2 separate regions of the Capsicum annuum genome follow, and region 2 is linked to region 1. A link is a contact called in public Hi-C data. All regions are on one chromosome and are shown on one strand. Each heading gives the region's core, a stretch centred on a gene start, on an enhancer-like site or on the middle of the called end of the contact. The rest is flanking DNA. Distances are from core to core; before and after follow the strand shown. Region 1 overlaps LOC107847909 (probable WRKY transcription factor 57). Region 2 has its middle 12 kb from the start of LOC107847630.

Region 1 (6,518 bases), core at 1,235-3,734:
CCCTCAATGTACGGTATTCGCATTGGAGTCCCGATTAATTTGGATCGTGCAGTGCAGGGTCCATTCTGGGGTGATGTTCCCAACAGGATTTTCAGGTCCATTCTGGCGTGATGCAACCAACGGAATTTTCTCCAACCCCAAGACCTTTAATTAAGGGTGAAGTAATCTCACCACTATACACAACAACCCCATATTGCCAATATGGGAGAAACTTTACAATTATAGCTAGTCTTGAATATCTAGATCTACTACATATATCCAAAGTTTTTCCAATTAAGTCATGTTTCCTATTATCATAATCAGCAAAAATACAAATTCAAAGCTATAGCTAAAACTTCATAATAGAGGACTGATGCCAGCTAAATTCAAGAATAGCATCCATGCTATATGTATATTATATATATACACCTGGAAAATGTGTAAAAACCATCAAAATGAGAAATATATTAGATTCGAATTAAACCCACAATTTTAAAATATACAATGTTTTCAGTAAATAAAGGTTGAATCGATCTATCAAATAATAAATCCTGAATCATGTTGAAGAAAGACCATACATTTGTCTACACTACATCAGTATCAGTAACTTAATTGCCGCTAAATCATTTTTTAGAGGGAATATTATTAGTGATAATTACATTTTATTACTCTTTGTAAATGCTCCTAAAGCCCACAGCGACATTGAATTCAATGATAATTAACTAATGCATATAAAAACCTTAACACTCTTTGTTAAAGTGTATATTTATTGTCGCTAAGAGCCTTTATTGTTGTAGTGCTAGGACCCTTTCACATTCAATGATATTAAACTAATCTTCGCCTTTCGAACTCTCCATAAATGTTATTCTACTCATGCTGGCTCTTTCTAAAACTGCACTAATTTTGAAAGATCTAACATACATCTCGTAATATTTTTAAAAAGCTCAAACAACATAAAAACAAAGTGAACAAACAAAAATGAGAATATATGAAGCATATGGTAACTGTATGATCACATGTTATACGTACAAAATAATCACAAAGAATATATTATATGCATAATATCTCATAAACAATTCCAAGCATGATCATGTAGGACCATTCATGTACAAAATATGCGTCCATTTACACCGACAAGCGTGACATATTCTATTGCTTATGCATGCTTTGCATGAAATGTATAACATCAATAAAATAAAAGCAACATTACATTTTGCCTTTAATTTTGGCATGCTAGCTAGCTATTTGCTAGCTAAGGTGTTCCATTGCCACCTTCATTGGTCTCTTGATTCTTATAGAGCCAATGGCCATATTAATATACCATATGACAATCACAATATTTGGTTCTTGTCCAACCACACCAACTAAATATGCTTCCTTCGTTTCATTTTATATGGTGGTATTTAATCAAGTACATAGTTTTTTTTTAGTAATTTTGTTATTCGTATCAATTTATAGACATGTTAAGTAATTTTATACGGTATATGCTATCTTCCATCAGCACAAAACCTATAGCTAAATTAATGTACAATAACAATCACAAATTCTATTCTTGTCAAATAACTCCACTAAGGAAAGATGCTAAAGTCTTTTGTGCCATGATTTTTCTAGTTACAAGAAAATGTCATTAAAGGAGAAATTAGATACGAAGCTACTCTTTTTTTTTTTTTTTTGCTTTATAAAAATAATTGTTATATTAGTATCAGCTCGTAGATGATCTTGACTAATTTCACGCGGGGCCTGTAATCTTCTATCAGTATAGGTATCGGAAAACTCTGTATACAAATGTTTGAATATACGTGAAGAAATGACGTAATATTGTTGCCTATATATCAAGATTTGAACTTGATGTCTCGTGATTCTAAGCTCATTTCATTAACTAATAGACTACACCTTTAGGTGCCAAAAAACTAGTAAAATGTTAGTTACTTCCTCTGTTTCAATTTATTTGTTTGTTTTTGACTTGACATGAAATTAGAAAGGAAATAAGACTTCTGAATCTTGTTGTCTTAAATTAAAAGTATGTAGAAAATACTAAAAAAATATTTTTTAATCTTGTATTCCTAAAATGACATATGAAAAGTTGAAGCCAAGAAAGGAAGGTAGAAAAATAAGACAAACCAATTAAGAAGGAAGAAATTAAATAACTTTGAAATATCATTCTTTTTAAAGGGACCCCCTCTTAGTCTTTGATATATGTCATTCTTTTGGACATTGCTAACTTAGCTAGCTATCGGGTCCCCTCTTAAATCTTTGATGTATGTCAATCTTTTGGACATTGCTAACTTACTAGCTATAGGTCCCCTCTTATCTACTAGTTTATTCATTGTATCATATCATAGATCCCAAAATTTATCACAAGGTTACTTTCAGTCACATTGTAATCAAGTAATTCAATTGTAACAAGCCTTTCTAAATAGTCATAAGAACTATATTGTTGCCGGGAGGATCAAAAGCATCAATCATCAAGTTCATGCATCAAGACCATAGTGTTGCCGAAAACCAGTGGGGACCAAATAATAAAAAGCGCATCCCAGTCTACTAAAGCTCTTTCTATACGCATAATCCTGAGATGAGCGTGACCACAAAGGTTAATTATAAATAGTCTTACCTCACATTTTTGCAAGAGACTCTCTTTCCATGAGACGTGACAACAACTTTACTACAGGTTACTCCAATACTTCCTTCTAGTGGGGACCAAACAATAAAAAGGGTAGTCCGGTGCACTAAAACTCTTGTTATGCACCGAGTCCAAAAAATAACATAACCAGAAAAATCTATTATACAGAGTCTAACCTTGCATGAGGTTATTTTCACGACTGAAAACAGTGATGACAACAACTTCACATATTACTCCAAAATACTCCCATTCAAGTGGGGACCAATTCAATGCATAAGATTATACTATTGTATTGGAAGGTGGTAGTATAACTTTTAAAGAGACAAAGCAACACCCACAGAAAAAGGTTGCGGTGGGAAAGCAATCTATGGGAAAGAGACTTTTAATATGTTTTAACTTTATCAACTTTAGATTTCCATCACTAGGGATCTTGTTCGATTTGACCGCACATAAAATAATTGACAACTCCTATTATTATTTTCACCACTTAGGTTTAATCAAATGTTTAAAGATTATATAGATCAACTAACTTATTATATTGATCTGAATTTATATTCATCCTCCTCAATATTTACAAACATATCTTTGGAAAGATGAAATTTATTGCATCCAAGGGCGTGGCGTGGGTTAGTGAAGTGGGTTGAGTATCTGAGGTCTTGGATCAAATTTTAATAGAGACAAAAAAAAATACTAGGGGATTATTTCCATCTGTCCTTGCCTTAATGGACAAAGTTACCTATTTGTTGATGGGCGAGGTGGTCGGGATTCAAATATACACATAAACAAGTGGATAACTTTTGGAGTCTCATATCAGCGGCACAAGGGATCCTTGGTCTCGTTATATGATTTTGGACAATTAATACTCTCATCAAAAACTAACTTTTGTAACTTTTGTTGTTGAGTTAAGTTGAAAATTCATTTTTTACCAATGATGGGCTTCAAATGAATATACACATTATATATTGTGTGAACTGAGAGCGTAGTTTAGAACTTCATACCTATTGATCCTAAACTTTAGATGCCCATGATCACAAGAACAAATCATTAGAAGATAGTGTCTTGACTGTCTATAGTGGACTGGTTTATGTACATTAACTTAATAAACTTCTTGAAACCTTCAGTAACTAGTTATTAATATGTATTGAATTGTATCCCGTGGGAGATGGTAGGTATCCCGTAACTTTAGTTGAGGTGTGTGAAAACTGATCCGGACACTAGGTTATGAGAAAAAAATAAATGTGTTGAACTGTATGATTACCCTCATGTGAGAGTTTAAGTAATTAGGTGAGACTAACTATACAAGTAAACAAGGTATCTGAACAAACAAGAGTTCTTTAACTTTTTAAAAGCTGTTCAGAAGCAAAAAAAAAAAAAAAAAAAAAAACTTTGCATGCATTTTTGATTCATTAAAAAATAATTAATACTAATGTTCTTTTAAAGTTTAAACTTTTAAAAAGGTCAAATAATTTAACAATAGGGTCCTTGAAATTCTTATGTTTGTGGGCTTTGTCAAACTTGTAGTAACAATTGCATCTTATGATAACTCACTTATACTATATATAAATGATAATATGGCTGGTTAGGATTCCTTCTAAGTTCGAACTTCGAAAATGAAAAACATTTGATGAGAACATGACTTCTCTCCTTTGATAAGTTTTTTGCGGTGAAAACCGAATACTAGACATCGAGTGTGAACAATAACAGCATATCATGTGTCGTCTAGAGGTAGAGTGTACGCAGACCTAACTCCTAGGTAGATAGATTGTTTCTGATCGCTGGGTGTGAAATAAAAGAAAAAGGGTTACACGTGTGCGCAAAGACACATGTAATGATCACATAATATATATGTCGTTGATGAAATTTTTTAAAATGATGAATCAATGCAGCATGTCAAGATAGTAACAAGTTGACGAATTATAGGAAAGGGATTACCCTTAATATTATTTGCTTCGCATCCCAGGAGGTACAATATCTCCAAGCAATCCCTCATCAGTTGCAGCAGGTTGACTTGTTTCTGGCAATCTACGAGCTTCTGATGATCCAGTTTCACCTGGCATTGTACGCGATTCTACTGGTGCAGCCGCAGTCATAGGAACTAATTCATGCGGGTACTGAACACCGGAGGGATGATAGTATTGTGAGGGTAAAGGTGATAATTGAGATGTAAATGCAGCTTCATGATTGATAAGTCCACCTCTAGGAAATCCAACTGTATGATGACAATGCTGTCCTTCATATGTCGTGATTACAATTGAGGAATCTTCAGAGGATCGTTCCACTCTCTTCTTTACTGTGCACTTTGTATTTGTACAACGATAGTAACTCCTGCCAAGTCATAGACATTCATCATATGTAATTATTTCATAATTTATAAAGTCAAAATTCTGACATCATGACCTGACAGTAATATAATATGCAATATGAACTAGAATATATATACTTTTATTGATATTTGGAAAACATGTTCTTGAAAAACTTTTTTTAAAGCTAAGCCATCACCATAAGGAATCTAAATAGAAAGGAATTAGTACAAGTTCCTTTCCAAACTATAAACAAAGTTAGCTAACCAAAAGATTTCTTCTAGTATGTTGCAAAGATGCATTTTTCTTTTTTTCAGTTAATCCATCATGCAGGCCTAAGTTGTTCGAACTCTTTAAAAATGTTGTTGCATCCGTGTCGAATTCTTTGAAAATGCACTATTTTTGAAGAATTTGGCACGCACCAAATGACATTTTCAAAGAATCCGAGCAACATAGATGAAAGCTATACATAACCTTGATGATGGGTTTGGGCGCAGCACCCCCACCGGTACATACATTTACCACTAACTAAAGCCAATAATTATAGAACATGTGCATTTTGGTGTTTTTGAAGTTGTTTTCTTGTAGTTTAGTTTATTTTACCTCACTTTCATGATAATAATTTTTTTTTAAAAAATATACCTCACTAATCAAGCTAGAAAAATGAGATGTGGTGGAGCCAGAATTTTTCACTAAGGTGGTTCAAAATATGAAACACGAAGAAATTCAGGAGATTCAACATGTATTGTATATACATAAAAAGTTAATTTATTTTTGTATAGATAATATAATTTTCTGTCGAACGGGGTTCAAATAGACCCCCTTTCTCTCACTTGACTCCGGCCCAATCCATCATAACTAACTAACTCATTCCTCCAGAAACTCAAGGTGCGACTTAGTAATTGAAGTGAATCAAGAATCATGACATATTTGATTTAAATTTCAAATAATTTCACAGAATCATAGTACTTGTATTGATGAAAGACAACAAATATCCCATAAAATTCATAATAACCTTTCTACTCTTATATTTTTTAAACTTGTTTATGAAAAAACACTTTCCAAACTAGCTAGCCCATAATATTCCAAAAAAGCATATAACAACAAATTACTCATGTAAGGACGAAATAAAAGTAATTTAGTCAAGTACATGCATCTTATGGTTAGTAGTTCTATTACATAATTCTTCATAATATGCATGTGCACTAAAACTTGTCAAAGACTAAAAAATCATCTGTATACATTAAAAATTTATGAAGTATGTATTAATTTACATTTTGCACCTAGTTACTCTAATAAAATTCAAATTCAAATTTTGAATTTCTTCTGAAGTGGTTAGAATTATGAAAACTTTTAGCAAAGAAAGGGCATTTAATTAAGGAAAATGTAAACAATACCTTGGAAATGGACTATTTTTAACAGCTTTTTGGCCATATTTTCTCCATCTATAGCCATCTTCAAGATGATCAACTTCACTTTTTGTCATAAATGCAAATCGAGGCTGCCTGATTCGTTTCTGACCCTTCTTTTTAACCTTGCTTCTGTGGAATATTCAACCTAATGTAACATTAGGAATGTGATTCCTTTATATCATAATAATACTATTTTAGATATTATAT
Region 2 (5,866 bases), core at 131-2,630, 74 kb after region 1:
ATCTCATTATGAAAAAAAATATTTTGCTTGATCCTTTTACTATAGTTGACTTGCCATTGTCATTTGTTTGCTTGTGTTTGGTTGGATTATAATGTATACAATCTTTTTCACTTTTTTCTTCTTCAACTAGATAGTCATTAATTGGTTCTATATTTAAGTCCTTTTCTTGGGTCAACTAATGTTATGGCTGAACCAACATGGATTGTGGTGTAGTGATGGGATTATTCCATTCTTAATCAGAGATTTTGGGTTCGAATAGTGGGTATGGACAAAATCTTGTTGGGAGTGCTACTCCAGAATAGGCCATGCAGTGCGCTATCCGAATTAATTGGGCTCCAATATAAATATCGAATACCGGATGAGAGACCAAAAAAAAAAAAGTTATGGCTGAAATTGTGATGAATGACCCTTTAATTGAACCTCACCGAAGGTCTTAGTCAAAATTAAATCTTGAAAATGACTGCCTATATAAACTAGATTTTGCAACTTGCTAGTCATTTTCTTGGACAAGTTTTTGGTTTTGACAATGAAAAGTAATGAATGGGTTGAGTGAAGAGAAAGGGAGTAAATTCATAAAGAGTTTTAATTAGTTATACTCTATAAAGGGCAGTTTAGTGTATTAAAACTATCGCTATGCGCAGTGTCCGGAAAATAATTTTTACATCATAACATATTAGTGGCAAATTTTATTCTAACAGCCACGCATATATTGGAACAAACTACGTCACTATAAATAATTTTTACATAATCAACAAATTAGTTGTAAATATTGTTCTAACGTCAGTGTAAATAATTTTTACATCAAAGTGGCAGATTTCGTTCACTAACTCAAAAGAACACCAAGTAGCATGTCATATATATAATTAAATTATGTTAATAGTGTAAAAATTAAATGCATTGCAATGTTGCAAGTTGGAGTTCCTTTTTGTACAATTATATAAAAATTAGGTGGGGTTTAAAAACTTTTTACTATACAGGTTTATATTTAGGGTGTTTAATTAAAGCTATAAAGCAAGCCTTATCTTTTCTAGTGCCAACAACCATAATCCCCTTTTTGGCTTTTTAATATCTTTTATGGTACAGAATTTCACATCAAAAAGTGAAAATTTTCGATGATTAATTCACTTTTAATCTTGTTTAGTGGGAGTTGAAAATGCATCAAAATTAATTCACTTCTTTATTTTTTTAATTAACTGAGCTGCACCGATATCAAAGAGAAACTGAGATGATGGGATGATTTGTCTAAATTTGGTTTTAAAGTGACAAAAAATTCCGTATGATATAAATTTTATAAAATAACTGCTATCAACACCCCCCTATATGACCCTCATGTTTAAACATGTGATCATAGCAACAAAATTAACCTTCTCAATTAGAAAAAAAGGCCCTTTTGAGCTCAGAGCCCAATGGGCCAGGAGCTGGGCCACAATTGACATTTTTGAGCCCATCAAAATGTTTATTAGAAAAATAACATAAACATAGTAATTTTACTTACCATATTTACATAAATTTTCACCCTTATAAAGTAACTACAAAAATTCAAACTAATTATGTGTCTTCATTGGATGTATCGGGACCTAATTATATATCTCAACAGACCCAAAATCAGAGAAAATATATCGGAAGCTAATTATGTATCTGGACAGACTCAAAATAGAGATTTTCAGTAATTATGCAAAAAACAGGATTTTTTTATAATTAAGCTCCAAACTGTCGGGATTTATGTTGTTTGCCCTTTATTATTATAGTTGGATTTGGCAGCCGGTTGTCATCTCTTGGATTTTTCTTTGAAAAATAGCTCTTTACAAAGAAAAAAAATGTATCTTCGTTGGATGTATCGGGAGAATAATATATCTCAACAGACTCTAAATCAGGATTTTCAGAAATTATGTGAATATCAAAATTTTCTGTAATTAAACTCCAAACTGTCGGGATTTATATTGTTTGCCCTTCATGATTATAGTAGGGTTTGGCAGCCCAGTTGTTATTTCTCGAGTTTGTGTTTGAAAAATATCTATTATTGTTAGGATTTTTGCCCTGATTTTCTTTACTATATTTAAGTTTTACTTTTTTTTAGAAGGAAAATAAAAGTTACCATAATTACTTTTACTTTTTCCTGAAAGAAAAATACAAAAAATTTCTATATTTGGCAAACCTCTTTCTTAGAGGAAAGGTTTTGGAACTCTATAAATAAATGACCCCCTTCTCATGCCATAACACAATAGCATCCAAAATGTAGTTATTAAAGAGTCTTTGTTTAGGGGGAGATTTCTCCAATAGGTTTTATGTTTTTTCAATATTAGTTTTTGATATGTAGGTCGTTTGACCAAACAATATTAATAATATATTTTTAGCATTGTTTTTTTTTGTCGTCTGATTTATCGTCTCATGATTTAAGAATTAAAAGCATCTGCATGACGCCCTCTCAATTTCGAACCCAACAATTATCATAGAGTTTCAAGTTAAAGAATTAAAAGAAGGAAAAATTTCAGAAATGACAACTATAGAGCCTTAATTGTAAGTTTTATAGCAACCCTTTCAAAATTACAAAACATAGCAATATGTATTTTGTATTTGATTAAACTGTTGCTAGTTAAATACATATACAACTAAAGATTTTGTTCCTAATTTAACTCCAATCTGTTTCAGTTTAATATGGGGAAAACGGTTCCTTAATTTAAGAAACATTTAATTTGACAGATTTCTTAACCTTTTACAGATATCTTTTCCTTTAATGACACTATTTTAACCACAATCATTATTTTACAGCAACATAATTCAAAATTCAAAAACGTTTTTCATAATCTGCAACTCATATCAATTTTTAAAAAAAAAACGACTGCTTCCAAAATTTATGTGCATCATCTAATGCTTTGAGATGAGTTTGATAAGACAACGCTGCAAATACAGGTATCAATAAACAAATATGATTTTGTTTGTGAATTTCGAACTATATTTGTGAAAATCGCAGAAAAATCGTAACAACAATGGTTTGATCAGTTCTCGAACAAAGTGGTTTGATCGATAATTTTTTTTTACAAATTAGAGTTTTCCATCACGTTATGTGGTTGAATATTGATGTACAATTGTTACAGTTTATTTTGTAGTTTTTTCCATTTCAATTAAACAATTTGTTTTTGTTGGATTTCGTTTCAAAGTTTTGTATATACAAATAAGTTATTGTTCAAAGGGTTTGAATATTGTAGACCTGTAATAATCGTTGATGCAAGTCATCTCAGAAAATTGTATACTGGTACTCTTGTAACTGCTTATATCATGGATGGAACCATAAGTCCTTCTTATATATGCATTTAACATTACATATACTGCCAGCTATATGTATTAAAATACATATGCAGTCTGTTTATGTGATCACTGGTAGTTACTTTTATGTATTTCAATTTACATATGCTACCAGCTATCTGTATTTAACAAATACATATGCACTCTGTTTTAAGTGTTTGACTGCATTTTTTTTTTTTAAATATGAAGGTCATATATTTCTAAAAATACATATTGAGACATGCAATATACATATGCAGAGTTGGTAAAATACAATTGCCAAACTGGAACAATTACAAATGTCAAATGAATAATTGTTATTTTAATTTTAATTTTATTTTAATAATTTCAAGTTATATCAGACTCAAAGTATGTCTATACAGTACACGACAAGGATAAATATTTTATTATTTGCCTAAAGAAAAAAAATTCTTGCCATGCATTCCAATAGTACGAGATACCGTGTGTGCATGCTTATGAAGTACTTGATAGCAAGAATTTTCGAAAGGGATCATATTACTCTGGCCTATACAAATAAAAAACTGTGTCAAGAACGTATGATCTTCCCATTTATCCTATACCACACAAAGATGATTGAGTGATTCCACAGGAGATATTGGAGGATATAGTTTTGCCCCTAAAATACAAGCGACCCCCTGGAAGATCTGCAAAGAAGGATCGTGGAAAGTCGAAAAGATATATGTTCGAGAAGAAAAATAAAAATTATTGTAGTTCATGTGGATTTAAAGGTCACAATTAGTGTTCATGTAGAAAATATAATAAATGATAAGTTTACAGATGTATTTAGTTCATAAGCAATTGTTTTTTTTCATTGATTATTTTATGATTCTAAATTTTGATACAAACTTTTGATGATGTTGACTTTTTTGTAGTTAAATTGTTGCAAATGTTATCATCATGAATATATTTTATAAAACATATATCATTATTTATTTATACGTAAAAGAGTGTACACCATACAAGTCAATTTTTTGGTATGAAAAATACATATGAGATTCTAATAAAAACGTATACCGATCTATAAAAATTAAAATAAGTTAACATATATTTATGTAATAAATAAAAATAATTAAAAATACATTTAATGATTTATCAATTACTTAATCAGAATTTAAAATTCATTTTTTTAAAAGAAAACATATGCAATAATCATAAATAAATATGCATTATTCATAGATATATACGAATAACTATGTATGTATAAATCATAAATATATATGCTTCATAAAAATACATAGACTTATGCAAAACAATACAATAACTTTGTATTATTCGAAAGTATATGTGCATAACTGAAAAAAATATATATGCATTACTAAAAATACATATGCATTACCAAAAAATACATATTCCTACAATGAAAAATATCGTATGCAACCTCAACTTACCTTATATGTATTACAAAAAAATACATATGCATACAATGAAAAATACAAATATACCATTAAAAAATACATATGATGACTGAAACATATATATTCATTACCGAAAATTATACTTAAAACTGAAATCACATATTCATACCAAAATATGCGTAACAATAACATAAAGTAAGATCGAACAATTCTATTTTAGTAGCATAACGATCAAAAATCTAACAACCACATAAGAAAATATTAAGATATCATCTTTCAACTATATCTTAGTCCTCCTAAAGTTCAATGTTGCCAAATACAACAAATACAAATAAACTTCAAATATCATGCACTTCAGTATCTTCTATTAGCCCAATATCCCTAAGAGGCCTCATTGGTGCTTCATCGTCACTTTCAGCCTTCTCATCTTCTTTCCTCGAAGCATAAATTCACAACATTAAAATATATCTCATGCGAAGAAGATCTAGATCAAAGTCAATATTTTAAACATAGTCACCATAAGTAAGACACTCAGCATATGTCACCATATATAAAAACTTAGAACAAACAAATACAAAATACATATCTAACCCGTAGCAAATGCATTACATATAATTACAACATACAAAATACATATGTTAAAAACAACAAATACATATCTCCACACTAAAATTCCATATCTTAACAATAACTCTCACATAAGCAGATAATTTATCAAATGTATATACAAAATACATTTATGACCATACAGTCCAAAAAAATTAAAATACAAATGCATAAAATTTTATGAATACATGAATAGTCCAAAATTAAAGTTACCAAGAAAAGAATACAACTGAACATCAACTACAAATCTTCTCAGTAACTAATACAAATATCCTACACATATCTTAAATACAAAATACATATTAAATATGTTATACATAACAAATACAAATCTTATCAGTACCAAACCTAAATACAAAATACATATCTTAAATATATAACAGATACATATCATCCCATTAGCAACTGCAATTTCATATCTTAACAAAACTCAAAACTACATACACACCTTATAAATTGTATAAATAAAATACATATATGAACATGTTGTTCAAAAATTATAAAATTTTACAAATAGAAAAATACCTCTTCCACTTTCTCTTCTTCAGATTCATAATCAAATAAAAAACAGGACTTGAAATTTGACTAGGTTCTCCTTTTTC

The links. Hi-C and Micro-C count contacts between places; a contact is called where the count stands out from the background.
Region 2: a contact with region 1 is called in a Hi-C map of pericarp, with 7 times the contacts expected there. The contact joins two enhancer-like sites. A contact is called at or near these places in 5 of 5 Hi-C or Micro-C datasets (bud, leaf, pericarp and 1 more).

What each region holds. Positions count from the first base shown.
Region 1 is chr11:15,181,862-15,188,379 of UCD10Xv1.1, forward strand. It overlaps LOC107847909 (probable WRKY transcription factor 57), which reads right to left. Exons shown (of 4, transcript XM_016692509.2): 2 at 6,297-6,440; 3 at 4,532-4,924; 4 at 1-408. The coding sequence ends at 4,540. Among protein-coding and RNA genes, the nearest start is that of LOC107847909, 7.1 kb to the right of the region's middle. Within about 2 kb of position 2,485, at least 4 of the 5 cell types and tissues checked have an H3K27ac peak or open chromatin away from gene starts, as enhancers often do. A contact at or near this core is called in pericarp, where this site is marked.
Region 2 is chr11:15,256,996-15,262,861 of UCD10Xv1.1, forward strand. No RefSeq gene overlaps it. Among protein-coding and RNA genes, the nearest start is that of LOC107847630, 12 kb to the right of the region's middle. Within about 2 kb of position 1,381, at least 2 of the 5 cell types and tissues checked have an H3K27ac peak or open chromatin away from gene starts, as enhancers often do. A contact at or near this core is called in pericarp, where this site is marked.